Linked DNA regions of Capra hircus: region 2 is linked to region 1. Evidence: chromatin contacts called from public Hi-C data. All regions are on one chromosome and are shown on one strand. Each heading gives the region's core, a stretch centred on a gene start, on an enhancer-like site or on the middle of the called end of the contact. The rest is flanking DNA. Distances are from core to core; before and after follow the strand shown.

Region 1 (6,760 bases), core at 1,586-4,085:
AAACACCGCTCTCCTCTTGTCAGTCTTTCTCCCCCTCATTTGCCGTCCGTGCCTGTAGGGACTCTAAAGGAGTCTGTGTGGCTTAGCGAGCGCCTACTGACGTGTGCACAATAGGCCTGGGCACTGTGTTGGGGGCAGGGGGGGGCAGTGTGTGCCTGTGAGGCTGTGTGGTGTGAGAGTACAGCTGGCTGTGTGCATGGTGTGTGGTTGTGTAGCCATGTATGTGGTTCTGTGTATGGGAGGGCTGTGTATGGTGTGTGTGATTGGTACATGTGTGGCTGTGTACGTGTGACTGCATGATATGCACGAGTGTTGTAAGCGTGACTGTGTGTGTTTGGTGAGTATGACTGTGTGTGTGGTGTGAGACTGTGTGTAGGCGCTGCTCTCTGGGGTGTGTGAGTGGAAGTGGGCACTGCCCAGGCAGAACAGACACAGTGCAGCCCCTGCAGGGGATCTTGGAGGACCCAGATGTCCCCCTTTATTTGTTAGACTGTGGGGAGATGAGGAAGGGACGGTGGCAGAGCACTTGAGAGGATGCAGAGCTGGGCCTTGTGAGTGGGTAGGAGAGCCTCAGGACTTAGAGGCTCTGTTATTTTCTGTTTGAAAGCAGGCAGATAGAGGGATACTTGTAAGGAAGGTTTTTCCAGAAAAGGTTAAACAGAATGGGAATTTCTGTTAACTTAGTTAGAAAAATAAAACTCAGCCCCTAATGGAAGGTCCTACACTTGCAGGTGAATTAGTCTAGACTGTCTTGGTTTAGTGTGGTAGTAAGATAAGTGACATTATGCAAATTTCACAAATAACATCTTTTGGGGGTGGACAAAGCTGGGGGCCTTCCTTTTGCTCTGGTGGGTTACTTTATGTATCTGTGGAGGTTTGTCACTTGAAAGTTAGTAAAGGCATTCTTCCAAGTATTCCAGTTAATGGAATGAAATGGTTCTTTCTATAGGGATCATGAACTGGGACAGAATCAACCCAGGATAGAAGATTCGCTGGGGGCTGGCCTGACCCATGGAATAAAGGTGTTGGCCATTTGTGTTCATTCTCAGGATTCAGAGATGGGCAGTGAGAAGGAGCAGAGCCCAGAACAGCACCTGCCCGAGGAAGGGGAACGGGGTAATAAGCCATGGAGAGTGGATGACTCCAAGGTACTGGACGGGGAAAAAGAGCCTGGGCAAGCAAGCCCGTCGGAGGGGCCACAAGGGCCCCGTCCAGAAGAGCCAACGCAGGAAGTCGCTGTCTCTGCTGCAGAGCCAGAGGACCTCTCCGCTCATCGGAGGCCCGAGGTGGATGAGAAGCCCTTTGTATGTGTCCAGTGTGGCAAAACCTTCAACAACACCTCCAACCTGAGGACACACCAGCGCATCCACACGGGCGAGAAGCCTTACCAGTGCTCCGAGTGTGGTAAGAGCTTCTCCAGAAGCTCCAACCGGATCCGGCACGAGCGCATCCACCTGGAGGAGAAGCAGTACAAGTGCCCCAACTGCGAGCAGAGCTTCCGGCGGCACGCGGACCTCACCACGCACCAGCAGGACCACCTGGGCCGGCGGCCCTTCCGCTGCGACCTCTGTGGCAAGAGCTTCGGCCAGAGCGCGGCGCTGGCCGTGCACTACCGGACCCACCTGGAGCCCGCGCCCTACATCTGCTGCGAGTGCGGGAAGAGCTTCAGCAACAGCTCCAGCTTCGGCGTGCACCACCGCACCCACACGGGCGAGCGGCCCTACGAGTGCTCCGAGTGCGGGCGGACCTTCAGCGACATCTCCAACTTCGGGGCGCACCAGCGGACTCACAGGGGCGAGAAGCCCTACCGGTGCACCGCGTGCGGGAAGCACTTCTCCCGCAGCTCCAACCTCATCCGCCACCAGAAAACCCACCGGGGGGAGCAGGCCGGCAGAGAGTCCAGCTGAAGAGGCCGAGGGAGCGAGGACAGGGCGAGGGGCCCCAGCCTAGCGCAGAAAGGTCTTTAGGAGCCACTGCTGCCACCTTGACCTCAAGCCCTTCTCCCACTTTGGAGAAGGGTTTTCTGTTGCCTCTGAAGCCAGGATCTCCAGGAAGTCAGAGAAGGGACTCTGAGTAAAAATCTACATTTTTCAGGCCAGTTTCTTGTGGTAGAGATAGTCAGAGGACTCGATCTTAGTTTCATCTCCTTGAGGTGAAAGAGAAATAGGGTAGGCTTAGTACTTGCTTATATCCTTAGGGTGACCTTCCCTGGCCTTTAAGGAAGTTCCTGTGCGATAAGCATCACTGTCTGGAGGGCCTCTGTATTGTATGTGGACTGCTTGAGCTTAGGGCGCACTGCAGGGGTGCGCCCACTGTGCTGCAGCTGGCCAGGGAGGAAGGGGCTTCCCAGGCCTGGAGAAGAGGTCTGAGGTCCTACTTTAGGAATGAAAGGGAAACCCTCAAGGAGCCATGATCCAGGGACCTTCACATTCCCTCAGGTGTGTGACTTGTCACCCCCAGCCCAGCGTGCATCTGTTTCCCCAGGATTAGCAGTAAAACCCTTTAATGAAAAGGGCCTGTGTACTTATTTGGGGGCATCAAAGAGGTGGGGAGATGGTCGCACTGCCACCACTCTGGAAGGGAGTTGAATTTCAAGAAAGAATGGGCGACTGCTCTGAAAAGCGGAAGGAAGCAGCTAACTGAGGTCTGTGAGGAGGAAGGGGAGAGAGGGGGGAGTAGTAGTGACTGAGTGTCTGCTGTGCGCCCTGGAGGCCGCAGCCACGTTCCCATTCTTCATCCAGTGCTGCAGGGGCGGATGTGGAGGAGACAAGTGAGGAGAGGCGGAATCGCCTGCTGTGGTCACAGGATGGGAATGCTGGTGGAGCCGGGGTTCACGCCGGGGTCCCCCTTGTTTCTGAGCTGATGCTCTTTCACTGCATTCACCTCGCTGGCTTCCAAAGGAGCCACTCAGGGAGCTGGCCTGGGGCCAGCTGATTTCCTAGAAGCGGGAGCTAGCGCACGGCCTCTTGAGACAGTCCCGGACCCTTTGCTCTGTGGGACGTCAGTGCCAAGCATGAGAACCTTTTCAACTTTAGACTGATAGTTGATTGACACTACTCTGTGCCTAGGAAATAGGATAGTAACTTGGAATAGGGGCTGAGGGGTGGGACAAGATGAACCTAGAGTCTTTGCCCTTAGTAGCAGCAGTTTAGTTCCTAAGGTTGGGACAGCTTGGTAGAGGTCAGGCCTGGCTTCCTGCCCTTCTGAACGCTTGACTCCATGTGGCAAGTTTTCAGTGTTTTCTGCATTAAAGTTTATAGAGTTCACCCAGATTTCCTCCAACAAATCCAAAAGACCCCTGTCTCTGGCCACTCTGGGGTTTTGTTCTTCCAGAGTGAGGGGCCTTCTTCATCTGTCACCAGCTGGCAGAATGTGCCTGGCACAGCTGATGACCTGACTACAATGGGATCCTGCCATCCACCCAGGAGGGGATGTGCCTTTATTTTTTCTAACCATAAAAGATGATTTCCAAACAATTCCCTGATATTTGTAGGGTCCTTTTTAGTTTACCAAGCACTTTTATTTCATATACATTTTCCTGCTCCTTGAAAATCTTCATACAAAGTATTTTAAACATACAGTCACCCAACTTGTATGTATAACTTGCTCCCTAATAATAGAAGTTGCCAGGGACTTCCTGGCTGTACAGTGGTTTAAGACTGCTTCCACTGCAGGGCTGCAGGTTTGATCCTGGCTGGGGAGCTAAAATCTCTCATGCCATGTGGCCAAAAATAAAACTTAGAAGTTGCCATCTAACACCTACTGAGCACCAGTTATTTCTGATTTGCATGACTAGTGTGTAAAGTAGCAGTATCCCCATTTTGAAGATAAGGAAATTCTGAGGGTTTGAATGACCTGACTTAATGGCTGAGCTAGGATTCCAGTTAGGCCAGCTCTTCGTTTTTGCTCATTACCAAGCTAAGTCTGCTGGTCTCTCAGTCTGGGGAGCTCGGTAACATTAACCTTCTAGACCCACAGCCTTAGTGACAACTGCTATGACTTGGAGTCTTGCCAGTAAGACCTGCTTTGAGCTTGCTGGCCCATTTCATTTACACGTTTCTTTTGGTGTTGGTCCAGGCTATTGAGTTCTGATTAGCCTATTCATTCACTCTCTGATTTCTTTTTTTTTTTGCTAACTTCCTTTTCTTCTTCATTCCTTTTTCCTCCTCCCTTCTCCCTTCCCCTTCTCTCCTCCGTCCCCATTCTGTGCCTCTCGCTTCCTCCTAGTTACTAGGAGTACTGACAGTGAGGATATGGCTTCTATATTCTCTAGTGTGGGGTGGCTGCTAGGTTTCAACAGCAGGCAAACCTGAAAGGGTGGGGCTCCCATCAACACCTGGCACTTGATCCTCGTGTAGTGACCACCCACAGCCTCCCTGCCTCTGGACTGAATTCACATGAAGCCCCTTCCTCTCCCATCAGCCTGCATGCAATTCAGTTCCATCCACCAACATTTATGAAGCAGCTATTATGTGTCAGGAAGCAGGGAATTCTCCCTGCCTCACCTAAGGGAGTTCCTGAGAGGATCCAGAGCAGGGAAGAGATGTTCTGGGTAGGTGTGGAGAAGGGAAAAGCTGAGCACGCATAGCCTATGTACAGGCCCTCTCTCTCTTCCTTCAGCACTGGAGGACCTTGACCCCTGAACTCCCCTCTATGATAGGAAAGATCTAAGGGACATCAACACAGCCATAGCCAGAGCTCATGGGTCCCGACTTCTGTTGAGATAGGCAGTCACCCCTGGTCTCCTTATGCTCTGAAAGTTCTGGGTTCCTTCTGCTATGAGATCCCAGATGAAAGGAGAGGCCCACATGTATCTTTACCTGCAGGTCTTGCCACCTACCATCCAGCACTCCTTGGAATCAAGGCATTTTCCCGGTCTCTAGTCCACAGAGAGACGTCACCCCATTACGATTTGGGTAACAATACTTCTTTCCCATTCTGTCTCACAACACCATAGTGCAGGCAAATTACAGGATTGCTTTTGATGGAGCCCAGAAGATAGGCCTGGAACCAGCCCTACACAGGTTTGGGTATTGGGAAATGGTGATTATAACAGCATTTACTATTGATCCTAATTTTAAGTCTTCATAGTTCTGAAAGGTAGTTATTGTTGCCATTTTGCCGACGATGAAATCGAGGTTCAGTTCAATTAAGTAATTTGCTCATTTAAGGTCATGTGGCCACTAGGTGGCTCACCTGGGATTTTAACCAACCCAGACCTGATCCTAAGGCCTTCTTAATGACATGGTAATTGAGCCTTGCTCCCTGGACCCTGACTCCCTGTCAGGTCCCACTACTCCTTAGAGGGGTCCTGTCCCAGAAGGATGGTCTTTCACGTCTCTGTCATGGTTATTTGGCCTGGCCTAGGGATCGATGTTCCTGGAGAAGATGGGGTGTACTGAGCCGAGGCCAGGCTGCTGTGGGTGAGGTCTGAACAAGAACAGGGATCAGCTGGAGCCCTGTGAGGCTCCTCCTTGTTCTCCTTCCCCAGTAGGTTGTCTTCTGGGCAGTACAACATCTTGCTCTAGTCCCCGGGGTGATTTGGGACCCTGGGACAACCAGGGCTTGCTCTTCCTCTTCATTGGACACTGAGAAGCGGACTCTTTCGTCTGCTCTGGGACACTGTCCCAGGCCTCAGCTTACTGCCCCGAGGCTCCCACCCTGGGTTTAATTTTCACCAACGCTAATGTGAGACACCAGACCAGGGTACAGCCTGCAGAGCTCCTTCACCTGCAGTAGCAGGCCAGTGATGGGAGAGGGAGGAGCCTCCAGGAAGAGGTGAAAAATAACTACCACTTGACCCTTCAGAGTTCTTGCCTGAGATCCATGTCACAAAAGACAGATGAACTGGAGAAAAACAAGTTTATTCATGTGTATATCTCACAAACCTGAGAGACACCCAGGGAAAATGAGTGAACTCACCTAGGTGGTCTACTGTGTTCAGTTGTGTCCAACTCTGCCACCCCATGTAGCCCACCAGGCTCCTATGTCTGGGATTTCCCAGGCAAGAATACTGGAGTGGGTTGTCACTTCCTTCTCCAGGGGATCTTCCCAACCCGGGGATCGAATTCACATCTCCTGCGATCTTTACCACTGAGCCACCTGGGAAGCCCTACGTGGCCTAAACCAGCAGTTTAAATACCATCTTTAGCCAAAGACAAATAAAGGTGAGGGTGAGGAAGCCAGCCAGTTCCAGGAGGTTGCCAGGAAGAGCAGGGTAAACAGCTTAAGGTTTGTTATGCAGATTAAGTGTCTGCCTTCCCCATCAGTAAGATTCTCTAACTATTTAGTTGTTTTCTCCTAGTGCAGCAAGGGAGACACCCTCACAAATAGAGATTTCCTTTATAAGTGTAAATTTGCCTTTCAAAAAAAGTAATTCCTACTCTGTTTTTCTGAGTCATTCCTTCTGACTGTGGGAGACTGGCACTTAAACCCAGCGTTCCAAGGCAGGATGATAGGTGTCATTCACAGTCGTGCCCAGGGGTCTGTGGGAGCAGCCCCGGGGAGGGCCCTAACCTGGCCTGTACTGGACACTGGCCCCCAGGAGTGAATAGGACAGTCTTTCCTGCTAGGAAATCAGAGGAAGGGAAACTCCCTTCTGAACAAGGTGCTGGGGGAACACAGGCAGGATGCCTAAACTCTTCACAGGAGAGGAGAAGGCTGAGCGGATTGAATCTGGTCTTGGAGAATGAGTAAGTGTTTACTAGTTAAAGAAGAGGAAGGCTATTTCTGATGGAAGGGAAGCTTTAGTGTTTTAGGG
Region 2 (6,760 bases), core at 1,679-4,178, 540 kb after region 1:
CTTTTTTCTAAACAACAAAATGAGTATGATACTAAAAACAGTGACCACAGAGGATTGCAAGATTTTCATATAAGTGTATAACCTTCCATCTCCCATGGAGCCCCAGTAGCACTCCCAGCCAAAGGGGCACATTTAGGCCATGGGAAGGGGGCTCACGCTGAGTGGTTTCTCCCATCTGCATGCATGCTAAGTCGCTTCAGTTGTGTCCAACTCTTTGGCGACACCAATGACTGTAGCCTGCCAGGCTCCTCTGTCCATTAGATTCTCTGGACAAGAATACCGGAGTGGGTTGCCATGCCCTTCTCCAGGGGATCCTCCTGACCCAGGGATGGAACCTGGGTCTCCCGCATTGCAGGCAGGTTCTTTACGATCTGAGCCACACTCCCACACCCAAGGACAGTCCTTTCTCATCGCTGGCACAGTTCATCTCCTTGGAATCGTCTCTGCTATCTGTGTGTGCTATTTTCTTTTCCAGCCTGATTGAATTTCCAGCAGTCACTTCCCCAGTCCCTTCCTACGAGCAGGTCATGAATACCAGCAGCCACAGCCAGCTGTCGCTGCCCCAGGTGTTTGCCATCGCAGCCTATTCAAAGGGATTTGCCTGTTCTGCTGGGCCAGGGAGAGTTCTGCTGTTTGAGAAGATGGAAGACAAGGAGTTTTACCGTGAGAGCAGGGAGATCCGGGTAAGGAGGGGAGGAAGCAGCAATGCTGGGGTCCAGCTGGCGTCTGTCCTCCAGGAGCAGAGCATTGATGCAGCGTTTGACGCAGGGAAAGGAGGCTGAGGGCAGAGCACAAAGGGACTCGAGCCGTTTGTCCTGAGGGCAGTTTTAGGATGGACTGGACAGAGTTGCAGTATAGAAATAAGGAGTTCTGGATCTGAATCCTGGGGGAGAACTTGGGCAAATTGTTTTCTCTTCAAGTTCAGTGTTCCCGTAATGTATATGGATATTTTACCGTCAAGAACACCACCTGATATGGGACTTCTCTGGTGGTCCAGTCGCTAGGCTCTGCACTTCCAATGGAGAAGGCAGTGGCACCCGACTCCAGTCCTCTTGCCTGGAGAATCCCATGGACAGAGGAGCCTGGTGGGCTGCAGTCCATGGGGTCGCGAAGAATTGGACACGACTGAGTGACTTCACTTTCACTTTTCACTTTCATGCATTGGAGAAGGAAACGGCAACCCACTCCAGTGTTCTTGCCTGAAGAGTCCCAGGGACGGGGGAGCCTGGTGGGCTGCCCTCTATAGGGTCACACAGAGTTGGCCCCGACTGAAGTGACGCAGCAGTAGCAGCAGCACTTCCAGTTCAGGGGACCTGGCTTCTAGATCCTTGATCAGGGAACTAGATCCCACTTGCCACAGCTAAGAGTTTGCACGCTACAGCTAAGATCTCGTGGGCCACAACTAAGACCTGGCACAGCCAAATAAGTAAATATCTTTTAAAAAAAAAAAAAGAAAAGAAAACTACCTGGGTTTCCCTGGTGGCTCCGAGGTTAAAGCGTCTGCCTGCAATGCGGGAGACCTGGGTTCGATCCCTGGGTCAGGAAGATCCCCTGGAGAAGGAAAAGGCAACCCACTCCAGTACTCTTGCCTGGAAAATCCCATGGACAGAGAAGTCTGGTAGGCTACAGTCCATGGGGTTGCAAAGAGTCTGACACAACTGAGCAACTTCACTTTCACTTTCACCTGGCATGCAGCAGACATTCAGTAAATATTTGGGGAAGAAATGATACAGATTTCTGTGGAGAGAGATTTCACCTGGTTGGGGAAGAACCAGGAAGGTTTCAAAGTGTTTGAAGGTCATCACTGAAGAGGGGTTGTAGAGGATGGGTAACATTAGACAGGAAGAAACAGATCAGGAAGTCCAGGTAAAGGGAACAAATTAAGCAAAGGAGCCCCTGACAGGGAGCAGTGGTGTGTTTGGGAGATATCTGTTCCCCAGTGGAGGGGCCTTAAGTCACTTGAAGGGAACAAGAGGACTAAGGCTGGTGAAAAGATGGCAAACGCCAGCCTGAGGAGTGAGTGTATAAACAGGCAAGGCATCCTGTTTTCAGTGGAGAAGCACTATGCTTGAAAAAAGTGATCTGCCTGTGATATTAATACACAGTGTGGGTGATTTGAAGTCATTGGCTATGGAGTGGTAAACACACATTGAGTGATTTAGACTTGACTCAAGTTTTCCTGGCTGAGTGACTTCACATGAGTTGCTGAATGTAGCAAACCTGTGTCTCTTCATTAAGGAAACAGCTCACCCTGGTGGTTATCGAAAGGATTAAACATCTGTGTGATCACTGGATGCAGTTCAGTTCAGTTTAGTCGCTCAATTGTGTCCAGCTCATTGCAACCCCATGGACTGCAGCATGCCAGGCTTCCCTGTCCATCACCAACTCCCAGAGTTTACTCAAACTCATGTCTATCACGTTGGTGATGGCATCCAACCCTCCCATCCTCTGTTGTCCCCTTTTCCTCCCACCTTCAATCTTTCCCAGCATCAGGGTCTTTTCCAATGAGTCAGCTCTTCACATCAGGTGGCCAAAGTATTAGAGTTACAACTTCAGCATCAGTCCTTCCAACGAATATTCAGGACTGACTTCCTTTAGGAAGGACTGGTGGGATCTCCTTGCAGTCCAAGGGACTCTCAAGAGTCTTCTCCAACATCACAGTTCAAAAGCATCAGTTCTTCAGCGCTCAGCTTTCTTTATACTCCAACTCTCACATCCATACATGACTACTTAGCATTTCCCAATTTCAAGACTGAGACAGGATGAGAGCCCAGCAGGACACTGAGAAGGCGAGGTCGTTCACTCATTCAGTCAACAAACGTCTGTCGGTTGCCTGTCAGGAGCCAGGCTCCAGGGTGGGGCCTGCGGTGGGCACATTGGATGTGGCGCTTCCCCCACGGACCTCACTGTGGGGGAGGGTGCGAGGCCACACCGTGCAGTCACTGAGGGCCTGCCCTGTGCCAGGCCCTGCTCCAAGCAGCAGAGGACACAGAGGGAACAGACAAGGTCCCCGGTCCACAGGCCCCTGTTCCACTCTATGCAGTGTGACACGTGGAACAACAGAGGGAACTCCTGGGTGCTGTGGGCGCAGTGAGGGACTGTCAGGGCCCACGCAGCCCAGGGCGGTCAGGGAAGGCTTCCCAGGGCCCTCGCTGCCCAGAGAGAGCAGAGGGAGTAGACTTCATGAGGACGGGCTAGGAGGTGCAAGGAAGACAACTCCACGCAGAGGGAGGGCGGCACAAGAGTCCAGGGCGTTCAGGGGAGGAAGGTGCCCAGGTCACTGCTGCAGGCTCTAGGAAAGCCCAGAAGATGAGGGCTGAGCAGGGCGTCGGGCTTTGGTGATAAGGAAATTTCTGATGTTCAGGAGGACAGTTTCAGTAAATGAGGCAGTGGAAGCCACGTTATAAGGAATAAAGAACTGAGTGGGTAGTGAGGATGCAAAGGGGGTATGTGCAGACCAGATTTCAGTGAGTTTGGTTGTTCATGGAAGGAGAGGAAAAACAGGGAGAAGGAAATCTCATTTAATACTGTCCACTGGGAACTCCAGGCCCCCGAGACGGCTGCAGGAGCTGCGGGGCCCCTTCTCTTCTCTCTGCCCTGTCACCCACCCATGTGATAAAAAGGCCTCAACCTTCCCCTCCGCTGCCCTGAAGCGCACTGCGTACCTGGTGCAGATAGGAGCCTGCTCTGAGCTCCCACCCGCTGGGCGAGTGTGGAGCTAGACTAACGCTTGTTCTGAGGGGGGATCTCAGATGTGCAGATGGATCAGTTTCACCTGTGCCGCTGCTCATTATTCAGCCACTAGTCACTTAAAGGTGAGTAGGAAACCCACAGAAACTGAGACACCTCAAACCCCACCTTCTCCACGTCTGAGGAGCACCCCGGAAGCAGGCTGATAGGAGTCTGGAAGCTGCGAGTATCTGAGAGCATCTTAAAGTCCAAGGACACCCGACAGTGCAGGGGCCTGCTGACTGCCGTCCTGTGTCTCGGGCAGATTCCTGTGGATCCACAGAGCAACGACCCGAGTCAGTCGGACAAACAGGACGTGCTCTGCATGTGCTTCAGCCCCTCCGAGGAGACGCTGATCGCCAGCACCAGCAAGAGCCAGCTCTACAGCATCACCATGTCCCTGACGGAGATCAGCAAGGTGAGCCTCGCAGCAGCGCTTCCTGCCAGCCTGGGGACGGGTCACCACTGGGCAAATTTTGATCCAATTCCTGAGCATAAGCCCATTCACCCCTTCATAACAAAGCAAAAGAAACTCTAATTTCAATATGTCCTTGGAGGAGCACTCCAACACCTGCAGGGGGCTGGAGTGGGGGACGCCAGAATCTGATTGTTGTAGCCTCTTTGGATGGCATCACCAACTCGATGGACATGAGTTTGAGCAAGCTCCAGGAGTTGGTGATGGACAGGGAAGCCTGGCATGCTGCAGTCCATGGGGTCGCAAAGAGTCAGACACAACAGAGTGACTGAACTGAGCCTCTTTGGAGAACACCTTGGAGGTCCCTCTCAGATTTACATTGTACCTATCTTTTCCTCAGCAAGCAAGTGTACTTCAGGTATTTAATGTACTACAGTACCTGCTCCTGTGCACAGAGACGTTTATGTGTAAAGATTTATCATTGCTTTTGTTTTTAAATAATAAAGAAAGCCAGTATGAATACACTGTCGATACTGCAGCAAAAAGGATAAAAAAGAAGCACTTTGTGCTTATAAAAGGTTCATTTTACCAAGCAGACATTACAGTTTTAAATCTGTATGCAGATAATAGCATGGACTCACAATATAGCCTGCAGACTTTGGCAGAACAACAAGGAAAATAAACCACCTACAATCACAGGAGGTTTTAATATATCTTTCTCAGCAATGATGGTTTTTAAAATAATAACACTATTGAGTTACTCATATACTATACAATTCACCTACTTAAAGTGTACAATTCAATGGTTTTTAGTATATTCAGAGTTATGCAGCCATTACCACCATCAATTTTAGAACATTTCTCCACTCAAAAAAAAAAAATGCCCTTTAGCTATTATGCTCCCATCATCCCATCTGCCTCCCCCCAGCTCTAGCCAGTCACCCATGTCTTGTGTCTCTGTAGATTTGCCTTTTATGAATGTTTCATAGCAATATGTAGACTCTTGTGACTGGCTTCCTTCAGCAAGCACAGTGTTTTCAAGTTTCATTCATGTGCGAGCGTGTATCAGTACTCCATTCCTTTTCATAACCAAATAACAGTCCATTGCATGGATATACCATTTTTGTTGGTCTAATCATCAGTTAACGAATATTTGGTTTCCTTCCACCTTTTGGATATTACAAATACTGCTGCTATAAACATCTATGTACAAGTTTTTCTGTGGAAATACATTTTTATTCTTCTTGGGTATATATCTAGGAGTGGAATTCCTGAGTCAAGCAGGAACTCCATATTTAACCACTTAAGGAACAGCCAGCTAGTTTTCCCAAAGTGCTGAACTGTTTCATATTCCCATCAGCTGTGTATGAGTGTTCTGATCTCTCTGTATTTTTGTCAGCACTTATTCTTATCTGATGTTTAATTTACATTCATAACAGCCGTTGGTCTGTGGTTTTCTTGTGATGCCTTTGTCTGCATTTGGTATTGGGGTAATACTGACCTCACAGAATGAGGTGCAGAGATAAGGTGGAAAAGAGAGAGTTGCTTTTGTTTCAACACAAGGGAGATTTGAGTGTATTTAAAAGCTTGTAGGCTAATATGTAAATTACTCTGTCATATACCCCAGACTAAGACCTTTTTATCATTTCCACGTGGGGGGACCTTATTCACAAGGACTCAGAAAGGACTGATTTGATGGCTGGATCTTCAGTCTGTCTGCTTTCTCCATGGAGAGGGGTGAGCTCACTGCATAGAGCTTCCCTCCCTGCTGTTAGGCGTGCCTCTCAGAGGGAAGGTTGCCTGGAAAGGAGAGAACCAGACCAGAGAGCGGGATCTTCCGTAGAGGGGAGTGTTTTCACTCTCACTTCCAGGATGTGTAAGTCTCCTGCCTGTCTCCACATGTACACTCCACCCTTAGGCCCCCGAATGATACTCTGTTCGGCTGCCAGAGTGATCTTTTCAAAGCCCAGATGTGGTTGTCACAAAATTCACATGTTCCACCACCTCCACCATCGTCACAGCCTCAGCCCCTCGGTGACCTTCCCCGGTGCTCTGAGAAGAACTGGGCTAGGAGCACGGGGCTGGGTGATGTCTGGCCCGGGCTGCGCTCTGCAGCCTCATCCCATCACTCCACCTGATAGAACGAGCCCTTTGATCACTAGGACTCTGCATGTTCCTTCTGCCAAAGGCATCAGCGTTCCTGCCTCTGCATGGGGCACTCACACTCTCCTCTTCCCCACATTAGTTCTTGTTAGTTCTTGCTCAGCCTTCAAGGGGGAAGAAAGCTACTAGGAATGTGCTAGTAGAGACAGGGAGGTTGAAGATATTAGAGAAAGTATGGGAACCAGGTGGAGAATGGACATAGTCTGTGCCTACCCCCTGTTGGCTCAGACAGTAAAGAATCTGCCTGCTATGTGGGAGACCTAGGTTCAATCCCTGGGTCGAGAAGATTCCCCTGGAGAAGGAAATGGCTACCCACTCCAGTATTCTTGCCTGGGAAATCCCATGGACAGAGGAACCTGTCAGGCTATAGTCCATGGGGATCGCAGAGAGTTGGACACAACTGAGTGACTTTCAGTTTCACTTTTCACCCCCTCTTTCTGACAGCCCAGCACC

What was found. Hi-C and Micro-C count contacts between places; a contact is called where the count stands out from the background.
Region 2: a Hi-C map of blood shows a contact between it and region 1, with 4 times the contacts expected there. The contact joins two enhancer-like sites. A contact is called at or near these places in 2 of 5 Hi-C or Micro-C datasets (both in blood).

Annotation. Positions count from the first base shown.
Region 1 is chr3:17,389,071-17,395,830 of ARS1.2, forward strand. It overlaps ZNF691 (zinc finger protein 691), which reads left to right. Exons shown (of 2, transcript XM_005678591.2): 2 at 950-2,512. The coding sequence starts at 1,059. The coding sequence ends at 1,907. Among named protein-coding and RNA genes, the nearest start is that of ZNF691, 6.3 kb to the left of the region's middle. Within about 2 kb of position 2,836, at least 1 of the 5 cell types and tissues checked has an H3K27ac peak or open chromatin away from gene starts, as enhancers often do.
Region 2 is chr3:17,933,358-17,940,117 of ARS1.2, forward strand. CFAP57 (cilia- and flagella-associated protein 57) reads left to right here. Exons shown (of 22, transcript XM_018042755.1): 4 at 476-683; 5 at 3,995-4,147. Among named protein-coding and RNA genes, the nearest start is that of CFAP57, 12 kb to the left of the region's middle. Within about 2 kb of position 2,929, at least 1 of the 5 cell types and tissues checked has an H3K27ac peak or open chromatin away from gene starts, as enhancers often do.